Regions from separate parts of the Sus scrofa genome. Here region 1 is linked to region 2. The links are chromatin contacts, called in public HiChIP or PLAC-seq maps. All regions are on one chromosome and are shown on one strand. Each heading gives the region's core, a stretch centred on a gene start, on an enhancer-like site or on the middle of the called end of the contact. The rest is flanking DNA. Distances are from core to core; before and after follow the strand shown. Region 1 holds the start of GNA13 (guanine nucleotide-binding protein subunit alpha-13). Region 2 holds the start of PRKAR1A (protein kinase cAMP-dependent type I regulatory subunit alpha).

Evidence for each region. HiChIP or PLAC-seq counts read pairs in DNA pulled down with a chosen protein or histone mark.
Region 1: an H3K27ac HiChIP or PLAC-seq map of alveolar macrophages shows a contact between it and region 2. The contact joins the promoter of GNA13 here to the promoter of PRKAR1A in region 2. A contact is called at or near these places in 2 of 47 Hi-C or Micro-C datasets (heart right ventricle and liver) and 2 of 2 datasets of contacts at active chromatin or transcription factors (alveolar macrophages and skeletal muscle).

Annotation. Positions count from the first base shown.
Region 1 is chr12:11,965,220-11,971,574 of Sscrofa11.1, reverse strand. It overlaps GNA13 (guanine nucleotide-binding protein subunit alpha-13), which reads left to right and starts at 4,662. Exons shown (of 4, transcript XM_003357998.4): 1 at 4,662-5,268. The coding sequence starts at 4,986.
Region 2 is chr12:11,678,647-11,684,819 of Sscrofa11.1, reverse strand. It overlaps PRKAR1A (protein kinase cAMP-dependent type I regulatory subunit alpha), which reads left to right and starts at 4,111. Exons shown (of 11, transcript NM_214026.1): 1 at 4,111-4,178.

The DNA of each region.
Region 1 (6,355 bases), core at 3,413-5,912, 290 kb before region 2:
GCAAAAGGGGCTGGGAAAACGGACCAACCAACCAACCAACCAATAAACAAACAAACTTAACTACGGGGCTCTGTGGAGCCCCATGGTTAAGTACAGTTAGCTCCCTGTTTCTTAAATTTGATCTTCAGGCACCTGGGCACTTGGCAGCGGTGGCAGGGGGTGGGGGGTGGGGGGGATGAGAGGTGGGTGGTGGTTGGAGCACCGCCTGGATTTTGGCATATCAGAAGGAGCACTGGATTCAGACTCAAAAGTGGGGGCAGGGGGATTTCTCTTTTGGCTCTGCAACTGGCCGGGCTGGATGAGGTTTTGAGTACAAAAGGTTTTCTTTCCTTCGGCTTCCTCCTGCTATGGGAGCGAGGTGAATACTGGGTGTTCCTGGTCAGGCTATTGTAAGCGGAAAGTGAGATAAAATAGGTCAAAGTGCTTTGGGGCAGTTAAAACATCACACACACACACACACACACACACACACACACACACACAACTCTAAGGGATTTGTATTATGGCAGGTCTAGGGAATTCCCTTCCTTTTCTAGTACAATAAAGGAAGGTAATGGCAAGTTGATGGCTATTTTATTTATAAGAAAGAATTAGAATCCACCTACGTAATGATGAGGAGGAGACAGAACAGAGCCACGCAACCCCAGATGTGTCATCCTCCTTATTAGAAAAATTAACACACCATTCAACCATCAAGTAATGGTGACTGATTTTTAAATAAACATATCTAAACGGGTGTCGTCCTGTCCTAGGAGGGAGTAGTCATTTTGGAAGGCGAAGCACTTATTTAAATTATATCTTCCCATCATTCCAAAAAATGTTTTATACTCCTCTCTTGGAATTGTTCCTAGAGCCTCTGGCACATTCTTTTGAATACATCTGAGGGTGACAAATTTTTGTCCTTTGCGGATAACACTGATTTGGGTAAGCAGCCCAACGTTTTTTTGGCACGAAGTTTGGTAAACGAGCTAAGTAATGCCACTTGAAAACAAAACCTTTTTTTGGAAAAACAAACAAACAAACAAACAAAAAAAGTGACTATAAGATAGGAAATCTTCTTTCCAACAGAAAAATTTTCGCTCTGTTCCAACAGAAAATTATGAATAGATTTCAGGAATTGGCAGTATTGCTAGAAAGGGCCCGTTCCATCCTCAGGTGACCACATCCGAGGAGAAAAGCTGTTTGGAAATGTGTTTCTACATTTTTAGTCACACCTTCATTATTTATCTAGCAAGATTGTTGGCTACCTCGATTCCGGAAGGAAAAGAGCATTGCAACTGACTGTTTAATCATTTTATCACGGCCGCTGCAGGGCATCTGAATCCCTCATTTGCATATGGATTACCTGGCTAACAGTACAGATGCTTCCAATGAAGTCACTTCTGGGCCTATTGGAAATAGGAGCACCCAGCAGATCCAATTCCAACCAAGAGGTCATTCCCTTCAAAAGTTTGGATTTTTTTTTTACTTCAGTTATGAAACTGTTTATCCGAAAATTAAAGTATCATTAACTAATGTCATCCCAATGTAACCTGAACCAAGAGCTACGATAGATTTGCTTCTGGTGCAAATAATTTAAATTGTTAGCACTGTTTTAAACTAAACATAACCACACTTTCATTCACTGAAGATCGCCCACTGTGGGTGCCTCAATGTTAAATGATGTCAATGATTTCTTTTATGGAAAATATTGTTTTCCCTACCTCATTTTTTTTTTAAGTGGGGGTGAAATTCACATAACATTAAATTCATCATCTGACCATTTTAAAGTGTACAATTCAGGGAGTAACCTGGTGGCTTAGCAAGTTAAGGATCTGGCATGGTCACTGCTGTAGTGCAGGTTAGATCCCTGGTCCAGGACTTCCACGTGTCTCAGGCATACCAAAAAAAAAAAAAAAAGTACAATTTGGGGGCATTTAGTACATTCACAATGTTCTGTGAATTAATCATTACCACTGTCTGGTTCCTAGACATTTTCATCACCCAAAAGAAGACCCTGTATCTACTTCTCTTTTTTTTTATTTTCTTCTTTTTAGGGCCTCACTATATGGAAGTTCCCAGGCCAGGAGTCCAACTGGAGCTGTAACTGCTGGCCTCCACCACAGCCACATCAATGCCTGATCTGAGCTGAGTCTGTGACCTACACTACAGCTCACGGCCACACCAGATCCTTAACACACTGAGAGAGGCCAGGGATGGATACTAGTCAGATTTGTTTCCACTGAGCCACGAGGGGAGCTTCCAGGAAACCATGCATGTATTAAGCAGTCACTCCCCATTCCTCCCTCCCCTGGCTCCTGGCAACTCCTAACCTGCTGTTTACATGGATTTGTCTATTGCAGGTATTTCATAGAAATGGAACTTTACAATATGTGGCTTTTTTGTGACAGGCTTTTTCATGTAGCATAATGTTTTCAGGGCTCTTTCATGTTGTAGCCTGTATTAGTACTTCATTTCTCTTTATGGCTGAATAATTGCATTGCCTGGATGTACATTTTGTTTTTCCATTCATCCACTGATGGATATATGAGTTGATGCCCCCTTTGGGCTATTCTGCATAGTGCTGCCATAAACCTAGGTGTACAGTTTTTTCTTTGAATGCTTGTTTTTTTTTTTTTTTTTCTTTTTAGGGCCACACCTGTGGCACATGGAAGTCGAATTGGAGCTGTAGCCGCCGGCCTACACCACAGCTCACAGCAATGCCGGATCCTTAACCGGGTGAGCGAGGCTAGGGATGGAACCCGCATCTTCATGGATCCTAGTCGGGTTCTTTAACCGCTGAGCCACAAAGGGAACTCCCTTGAATGCCTGTTTTTAGTTCTTTTAGATATATACCCAGGAGTGAAACTGCTGGGTCATGTGGCAATTCTATGTTTAACTTTCTGAGGAACCGCCAGACCTCTGGCTCATTTATATGCTCACATTTTCAAGGGAGCTGGATTACCAGACAGTTCGAAACAGTTGGACTACTGCAGCCAAAACTCAGGCGAGGCCCGAAGAGATCTCATTTTTCAGAAACATCGATTAGAGCAGCTGGGCCAGTTCTGAGCTAAGCTTGTTCCAACACAAGGTTATAGGCAGGGCTTTGAATAGCTTTCTCTGCTGTTTTGCATGTCACAACATGAACTGGCTGGGCAGGAATACCTTCCTGCCTCCTAGGCATCCTTGGTTCTCCATTACGTTGCACACACTTTTGGAAAAAGAAAAAAAAATATGTTAACTACTTAACTGATAGGCTTCCCTCTTCCTGTTTTCGTAGAATTCAGATTAGCATCTGGAGTCCATATAGAAAGGGTGCTTGGAGGCCGGTGCTAGACCCCTGCCCTGGTTCATCCTTTCATGGGTGGAGAACAGAGCCTCCCAAACACTAGCTGAGGCCACAGAGAGATCTTGCAACCAGGAGAGACGTTTACCCTATATTTTACCTGAAGGCACCACCTAGTGATTCTGGCCCTAACAATCCTTAGATATTAAGAGTTGAACCTACACTACTTTGTATATTGTAGCTTGTCCACCCTGTGGGCTTGGCCAGGACAAGAGGAGATAATCCCACTACAGGCACTGTTTACTGCAGCCAGTTTACTGAGTCATGAGGCTCCTCGGACATTAACCCAACCCAGACAGTGAACTGATTAGCACTGATTTTTAAAATTTAAACCTGTTCCTGAGCCTCTTGGGAGTGCTGACCTCTTTCTTCAGTTTCTGACGCATAGACGTTTCTGAGCCACAGAAGTTCTCATCAAGGAACATTAGGGTTGTACTGCCATAAACGGAGACCACCCCAAAAGCCTTTTTGCACTTAAAACTAGAATACCAAGAATGAAGAAGTTGGCTTTTGGGGGCCAACCCAGCTGTCACTGGTCGCTTGTCTCCTGGCAGCCCTTCAGGTGTCCTGGCCTGAATCTGCTATTAGGATAGGAAAAAAGTCCCTTGGCTGGTCATATCCTCTGTAATCTGGCAGGAAACCTAAAATTTGCCGGCTCTTCTCCTCGGTCTGTTTGCTTATCTGCTTCCTTGTTAGGGAAGAGTCTGCATCACAGTGTCCGGTTAAGGGGGATTTTCACCATGACCTCACCCTACTGCAGCTACATCTTGATTTCAGCAGCTTGGGTTGGAATCCGCATCAATGAGACATCAACAACCCCTCCTCGCCCATCTCAGATTAACATCAACACGAAGTCTTTCTCCTCCAAGAGATGATCTTTGTAGGGCTCAGAGAATACCGAAGAGAGCTGCGGGCCGGTGTTGGGGAGGATGTGAAGATGTTTGGTTAACGTTTTGAGTTTGTGAGAGCAGGATGTCAAGGAAGATACTCTAGGAAAACGCACCAAAAACTTGCCCAACTCGCGCTCGCTCTTTGAATAACATTCAAGCCAATGGCCTCGAAACTAGGAGAGCGAACGATGACAGCCGGCGACCCGCACGTAACCGCGGCGGGAGCGGTTGGGGAACCCAAAGTGCTGCATCTGAGTTCTTCTCTCCGGGCCCCAGCCTCCAGGGCTCCCGGAAGCAGCCCTTGGGCGCGTAAGTGGGTGCAGCTAATTAAAGGGAAACAGAAAGGCTGGCTCTGCAAGGCGCCCAGCCCGAGATCACATGAACACAAGGCCCCACCCCTTCAACCCCTCCCCGCGCGCGCCTGACGGCGGCCGCGAATTCACAGTAGAACGTGATTCTCCGGCCCAGCGCACGGGTCGGAGGAGCCGCCGCGGCGTGCGCGCGCGCCCCCGGAGGCAGCGGGCACGCGCACGTCCCCCGGGCCACCGCCCCTCCCAGGCCCGCCCTCCTTCCCTCCCTCCCTCCCTCCCCGGCTCGCCTGGCCCGCCCTGCGAGTCAGTTCGCTGGTTCCCTCCCTCCCCCGGCGCGCTCGGGTCGCCACTGCGCTCCCCGCCCTCGAGCCGCGGTGCCGGAGCCGCCCGCCGCCCGAGGAGGAGGTGGAGGGAGCCGGAGGGGCCCGCCGAGGCGGCGGCGGCGGCGGCGGCGGCAAGATGGCGGACTTCCTGCCGTCGCGGTCCGTGCTGTCCGTGTGCTTCCCCGGCTGCGTGCTGACGAGCGGCGAGGCCGAGCAGCAGCGCAAGTCCAAAGAGATCGACAAATGCCTGTCGCGGGAGAAGACCTACGTGAAGCGGCTCGTGAAGATCCTGCTGCTGGGTGCGGGCGAGAGCGGCAAGTCCACCTTCCTGAAGCAGATGCGGATCATCCACGGACAGGACTTCGACCAGCGCGCGCGCGAGGAGTTCCGTCCCACCATCTACAGCAACGTGATCAAAGGTGCCGGGCCGGGGTCGGAGCCGGGGGGCCGGGGGCCGGGGGCGGCCGCGGGCCGGCGCGGGACCGGGCACCGCCCTCGTTCGCTCAGTCCCCGGAGTAGAAACGGGCCCGGCGGGCGGGCGCGCGGGAAGGGGGCGCGCCCCGGGCACCGACCCTGCCTGCCCGGGGTGCCCTTGCCCCCAGCGGAGGGGATGCCTGGGGGTGCCCCTTTTCCCTCTTGCTGCGGGGCAGGGATCCCGGCTGGCCCCCCACCCCCCACTCCGTCGCTGGCCTCGCCCCCTGCGAGAAGGGAAGTGAAGGGAGCCGGGTGCCGGGAGTGCGGGGTGCCCCCTCCTGTCTTCCCTCCTCCGGACGAGGCAGCAGACCCGAGAGCCAGCCCCAGACCCTACACCCTGACCCCACGCCCCAGCGCTGCCTGCCCAGCCTCGCCTTCCCGGGTGGGTGGGTGCCCGAGTCACATGGGATCGGGGCTGCTCCCACTTCCCTGCTTCCTTGGCCCTTCCAGTGTTCTGGAACCATCGCAATGAGGAAACTTTTGCCCGAGACTCTGGTCAAGGGCGAACGGTGACTGCTCTTGGACCCTTTGGGGCAAGGATATGAAACTTGAGGGTGTCCTGTTTATTGTACTGGCGTCAGGAAAGAGTAGCCCCATTTAGTTAGTCTAAAAAAGTTCGCAGCGGTGGTTTTTCGCCCGGGTGTCACGGTGGGGCAGGATGTTTGCCTGTAATCACTATGCAACACGTTCCACTCTCCTTTTGCTTAGTAACTGGGGGCCGGAGGGAAGGGGTACCACCACTTGCTTCTACTACTTAAATTAAACTGTGTGTTGATAATAAAGAATCTTTGGCCTAGAAGTGATGCAGAGCCTGTACAAGTTGAGTCAGTGAATCAGTGTCGGCTCTGCTTCTGTTTGTCAGTATTTTTTAAGTTAGATTAAGCCTTGTTAATAAGTGAAAAACGCACAAGAACTTTATTTCTGGTCTTTCAAAGAGCTAAGAGAAGAGGGATTTTATTTTTGTCGTTTGAGTGTTAATTAGCACTTCATTTTCTTTGTATCATATTTTCTACTTTATAAAAGGCATTTGCC
Region 2 (6,173 bases), core at 2,862-5,361:
AAGTGACATCTGTGATCTACACCATAGCTTGAAGCAATGCCAGATCTTTGACACACTGAGCAAGGCCAGGGATCAAACCTGCATTCTCACAGACACTATGTTGGGTTCTTAACCTGCTGAGCCACAATGGGAACTCCTCATTACTATTTTTTAAAGGCCTAAATCTGTGACCTACTGACAGAGGATTAACATGAGTTAAAACTCACAAAGGCATAGGAAATCCATATCTAGGGTAATTTGGAAGAGATTCATGCAAATTTCTGGGCTTGACTTGTTTCATGCTTGTGACGATTGCTTTTATGTGTTAGCTTGGCTACTTTTTGGTCAATCACTAGTTTGGACATTGTTGAGAAGGTATTTTTTTAGACCTGATTAACCCTTTAAACCAGTAGCCTGTGAGTAAAGCAGTATTAGCTTTTATCATGGTGGGTGGGCCTTACCCAATCAGTTGAAGGATTTAAGAGAAAAGCTTGAGGTTCCCTAAGGAAGGACTTCAGCTTGCAGACTGTCTTCAGACTCAAGGCTGCAACATCAACTCTTCCTTGGGTTTCTAGCCTGCTGGCAGGCCCTGCAGATTTCGGACTTGTGAGTAGCCATAGCTGTGTGAGCTAGTTTCTTTTTCAAATTTCCCCTCCCCCTCTATATCTATGTATATATACATATATCTCTCATATTGGCCTTGCATCCCTGCAGAAGCTGATGACTAGTCTAACTCTGTCTCTCTTCATTGAACATTGTGGATTTAAATATGCTATTTTGTATGAAGATATTTTTACTTGGAAACCTTTACTATGATACCCAAAATTGCCACTCTTCTAATTTTGTGGTTAATATTTTAAATTAACACTTAAAATAAAACCCATCCATTTGCCAGTGAGAAAAGTAGAAAGATTTCTACTATTGGGATGCTTGCTGGCATAAGGTATTCTTTAAAACCACAGTCTTGGGTTCCACAGGAACCATGTACACTCAGCACAAATAGGTGATGATGGTCTGAAAAATTCTCCGTGGAAACCTGAAATAAGTGGGTCTCTCCTTAGCCAATGGAAACTTTAAACATAAGCAATACTAAAAAAATAGGCTGCCAAAAAATTCCTTCCTTTTCCACTGGCTTTCTTAGTCCTCTCTCTGCTTACTAACTGCAAAACTGATGTTATTTTGCTTTTACAATTGTTTGCTAAGGTTTCACAAACATTGTAACAGCAATTAAGGAATTCACTTTTAAAGAGAAAGATGGACTTACACCTCCACTAACTCTAGAAACTGAGACACTCATTCTGTTGAGCTTTGCAAGGACACAAACCACAAAGAAAAAAAAATGGCTGACAGACCCTGGAATCCAGGGCAGAAGGCAAAACCACACAGAAACTAGAGTGGAACAGCTGTCATTTCTGAAAGGAAATTTTACAAGTTGTTATTCTCCCAGCGGCACTGAAAGAGCCTTTGCGCCCTTTGGAAGCCACTGAGGCTGTTGGGCTTTGCAGAACAGCTGTTTCAGGAACTCTCCCAAGGCTCAGCTTTCTACTGCCCATTTCCCTTTTCGTCTTTCAAAGCCATAGCATATGTGGATTTGGCAGCTAGAACAAGGTTGAGCACGACTGACACAGGAAACGGCCTGGCCCGTGGCTGGAGTGGCGCCTGAATGCAGCTGAATGGGGACACACACCCAGGCTTCAGCACGGAACCAGCTGTCACTCAAAGCTTGGGGCTCCATGTCACCAGCTTGCTGGTTTCCTCATTCCAAGTGTCTTGCCTGTGTCAGGACTGACAATGTGACCCAGTACAATTCAGTCTTAACCTGGTAGTGTGGTTAACTCCTTAGGAAGGGGAGGATACGTTGAAAGCAAACTAACATTTATCTCTTGTGTTGCACCCTGTGCTGGGCACTTGATTCACATACACGCTGCAAAGGAGAGTGATTAAGTTCACTGCCTGGGTAGGAGCCACACTGGGCACTTAGCTGCTCCATGACTCATTTTCCTTCGGTAACAGTAACAGTTAACAACAGTAAATAATACCGATGCGAGAGCTATTGTGAAGATTAATTATTGTGCGTGAAGCACCTAAAACAGTGCTAGGAATAAAGTGCTAGAGACCTGTGTGCTGGTATTATCTTTACCAGCTAATTTTAGCACAGCCCTCCCTATCCTTTAGGGTGAGGAAACTGAGGCTCATGGAGATTAAGTCAATTACCGGAGATGGCAGATCCTGAAACCAAACTCAGATTTATCTGACGGCGGTGTTTTCTTCGCAGAACACGACCAGGCCTGCTCAAAGCTATCGAATTCCCTCCCTCTCCTGCTTGCTAGCTTAGGGTTCAGTTTATAAACCCTTCTTTGTACTGACAAGGGTGAAATCCTATATGACTCGGTTCTGTCTTTAATCCCCCATTCAACCCATTCCTGGGTGAAAGATAGTCCGCATGAGGGGTGTGGGTGGGAGAAAAACTTCCCTCCTACCTTCCTCTCTTACCGCCTAATCTGGCCCTTCCGATGTTGCCTGTGCTTCTTTTGACTTTCAGAAAGCAGAGGATAACCACAACTAAATAAAAGAGATACTCTGCTAAGCAGGAGCCCTGTCATGCTGGTAGCTGGAGGGAAGAAGTCGGCCTGCTAAGACTGTGATGTCGAACAGAAATACTGATATGAGCCACATAGGTAATTAAAATTTTCCTAATAGCTACGTTAAAAATGTTAAAAAAGGCGAAATTAACTCTAAAATATTTCATAATAATGTATCCAAAATTATTATGATTTTGACCTGGAATCAGTATACAAATTATTAATGAGATATTTATGAGAGGTTTTTTTTGGGGGGGTATTGTGTTAAACCCATGGTATATTTTATACATACATCCTAGAGTATATAACCCGAGTACAACAGGTACCAGCCAGACACGAGGATACATGTGTTCCAAGGGCCTCCTTTATTCATCTGGCGATTTTATATGTCTGAAACTGTCCCCTGCACCCCCTTTATCCACGGACAGATTCAGTGATGGAAAAAAAAATGGCCGAAGCAGCAAAGAAGCCGTTCCCCCACTTCTTCCTCCTTCATCCCTGATTAATGCAGTTTTTGCGGGCAGTTGAGATTTCTTGTGTGGTCATGGAGGGTTTGTGCCCATCTGCACTTTTGTACTTCTCACCGTGCGGGGTCAGGTGCGAGGATGGGGGGCATTTCAGGTTCTAGAAAGACTCAGGCCTCTCTTGGACCTTGACAAAGTCCTTTCCAGCATTTTGTGCCCATGGGGCCTGGGTGGCCTCCACTGACGACAGCACCCCGGGAGGGGAGAGCAGTCCTATCTGCCAAGCAGACAGTTGGCGGGGCTCAGATTTCCTGGACCGGATGGCGGGCCGGAGGCCGGAGGCCCGCGCGGTGCTGGCGGAGCACAGGATGCGCGGCGGGGCGTGCGCATCTCGGCATCCGCCCGCGTTTGGCCAGTGGCGCAGCTGCTGCGGATCCGCCGGGGGCGGCCACCTCCTCCTGGGCCTGGAAACGGCTGGAATCTCCCCTCCCCCGCCCAACGTCCCCCTCCGGCAGGGGCCACTGGGCGGAGTCGCCCACCTGTCATCCGAGACTCCCTAAGTGGGCTGGCCTGGGTGGGGGAAGGGGGTTGAGGGGAGGGAGAAAAGGCCGAGGCGGCGAGGGAGGTAGGAGTGAGGGTGGGAGGAGAAGAGAGAAGAGGAGGAGGAGAGGGGAGCTCCCGATAGTCGCTCAGAGAAGGAGCGAAGAGCAGAAGAATAAAGGGGACCTGAGGCGTCCAGAGAGGAACAGGTAAGGGGCGGCAGGTGAACAGAGGAGGAGAGCCCCAGGCTAGAGAGAGTGGGGGAGAGACAAAAGGCAAGCGTGGGGAAAGGGTGCAGATGAGGGACGATGTAAGACAAAAAAGCAGAAAAGGAACGCTCCTAGAGAGGAGAGGCGAGGGTCCTTCAAGGAGCGGCGGGGGCGGACGGGGCCCCGCTGCACCTTTAAGGTTGCCAAGGCAACGGCTCTGGCCAGAGCGAGGCGCATTGACGTCAGCAGCCGGGCGTTGATTGGCTGTGGCTAGCCGTTTCCGGTGGAGTCGCCGCGGAGCCGCTATCGCTGTGTGCAGCCGGGCTGGGAGGGAAACGCTGAGGGAGCTCAGCAAGCCGTCACCTCACACCGGTAATCCCGTGCCCGCCGCCGTCTGTCCCCAGGTGAGTGGGGTCGGCGGAGGGCCTCAGTGCGGCCAGCTTCGCCGCCCCGCCGCCCGTTTGGGGGCGCTGGACCGATCCAAGATGGCGTCACGGGGAGCGACCTGCAGGGGGACGGCCGCACCCCCTGCCCCTCCCCGGCGGGCGCCTCCCCGCAGGCCTCGCGCCCGGGGCCGCGCCCCCGGCCGGGAGTCTGCACCTCCAAGGCCTCCCGGGCGTCTGCTCCGGAGCAGGGCTTCCCAGCCACCCTGCTCCCGCTCACTCCCCCACTCCGCGGCCTTCGGGCCCCCGGGCCTCGGCGGCCATCGCGCCCCCGCCGCCTCCGCCCCCGCGCGCCGCGGCCTTCGCGCTCGCCCTCCCCCATTTCCTGAAGGACAACGGCTTGATTTCCCCGGAATCCGCCGTCGTCCCCCCCCCGCCCCCGCGCGTCCCCTCCACCGTTTCTGGCCTGTCTTGAGACTAGGCAGCTCTTGTTTTCCTCTTCCCCGTTCTCTTCCTTGTCATCTCCCGCAATCGCTTTTCCTCTCCTTTCTGAGATTACCGCCCCCACGATGATGCTGGCCTGGCTCCTGAATTTCCTTTTGTCCCCTTTCACCTCCCTCCCTTTCCCGATTCCCCCCCGTCGCTCCCCCCCCCCCCCCGAGATCTCCTTGCCACCACTGTGGCCTTCCGACTAGCGTAGGATGAAGGGTCGGCCTCTTCATTTTGTGGCCATGACTGTGGCATAAGAGAAGGGCACTTTTCCTGTCCTTCCTCTCGAAAAATATGCGGTACCTATTAACCCCTCCAGCTCAGTGCAGACGCGATGCCAAAAGACTTAACTACTTGAGAGGTTCCTAGGAGGTTGGTGTTTTTCTCAGAGGAAGGAAAGCTAACACTCCCTCGGGATGACCCCAAGGAGGTGTTCCTGGCTGGTCTGAGGGTCTGCGGTCTGAATCAGCAAGTTTCTCAGAGCGTTATCAATATTTCCTCGCACGTAATCGTTTTGAAGCTGCGTTTTATCACAACCGAATTTTGAAAAGAAAGAATCTGAGTGTGTTCTGATTTGTAGAGACGATGCAGTGCACGTTTTAAAGCAGTGCAATAATTGGATGGCGAGGGAAGCTAAAGCTAAATTGTTAGGCTCTTAAAATTAAGTACAAGTACAGAATTAATGTAGGTTGTATTCAATTAAAAGTATTAAGACCATAAATTATGGATATTCAGGGCTTCACACGGAGACGGCATAAATCCTGGGACATTTTTGTTAATATGTGATCTTATTTCCAATGTCGTCTTTTTGGTCTTTTTAATACATTGCGAACAAAAAACCCATTTCACCTCTTAGACCCAGTTCTCTCATTTCTACTACAGACTTGATCTGAGTGATTTGTCTGGTTAAATGAATACATGAATACATGTATTGATATTCCTGAAACATGCCTGAATGTTTTGAAGCATAAAAAGATGTGATTTATCATTGTTCTTGGGGGTTTTCAGTATTTTTTCAAATGCAGAAAATTCTATTGAAGTGGATTCTCAGTCTGGCTGTCTGAGCTGGAAAAGTGGCTGGTATAAATCTATCCTAGGGTCACGGAACATTTTTGTGTTTTGGAGTGTTTATTTCTCAAGTATCATGGTTCTTTTTCTATGACTTGTAATTTATGTGCTCCTCAGGGAGCTACAGACTTTGTCATGGTCTGTTAATTAGTCTACTGTTATTGACCTTTATGATGAAAGTTGTCAAAACAAAATGAGTAACAGTTTAGCCCTTTAGCTCTTTACTCTGGTGTTTCTTTTTCCTTTTAAACATAGTTTCATCTCAGTGGTTTTGTGTGCATTATATTTGGAAAAGACTGATTGGTATTGAATTCAGTTGCAGAGTGGAGGGGATCTGCTTTTTCTTCTAATCTTAGTTCCTTGATAATTAGGAGTTGGAAGGGAAACAGTGTCATGACTCTGTAGTTATAACTTTTAATTCCAGGGTAGGAATAGCTGCCCATTATAATTCTGTTTATC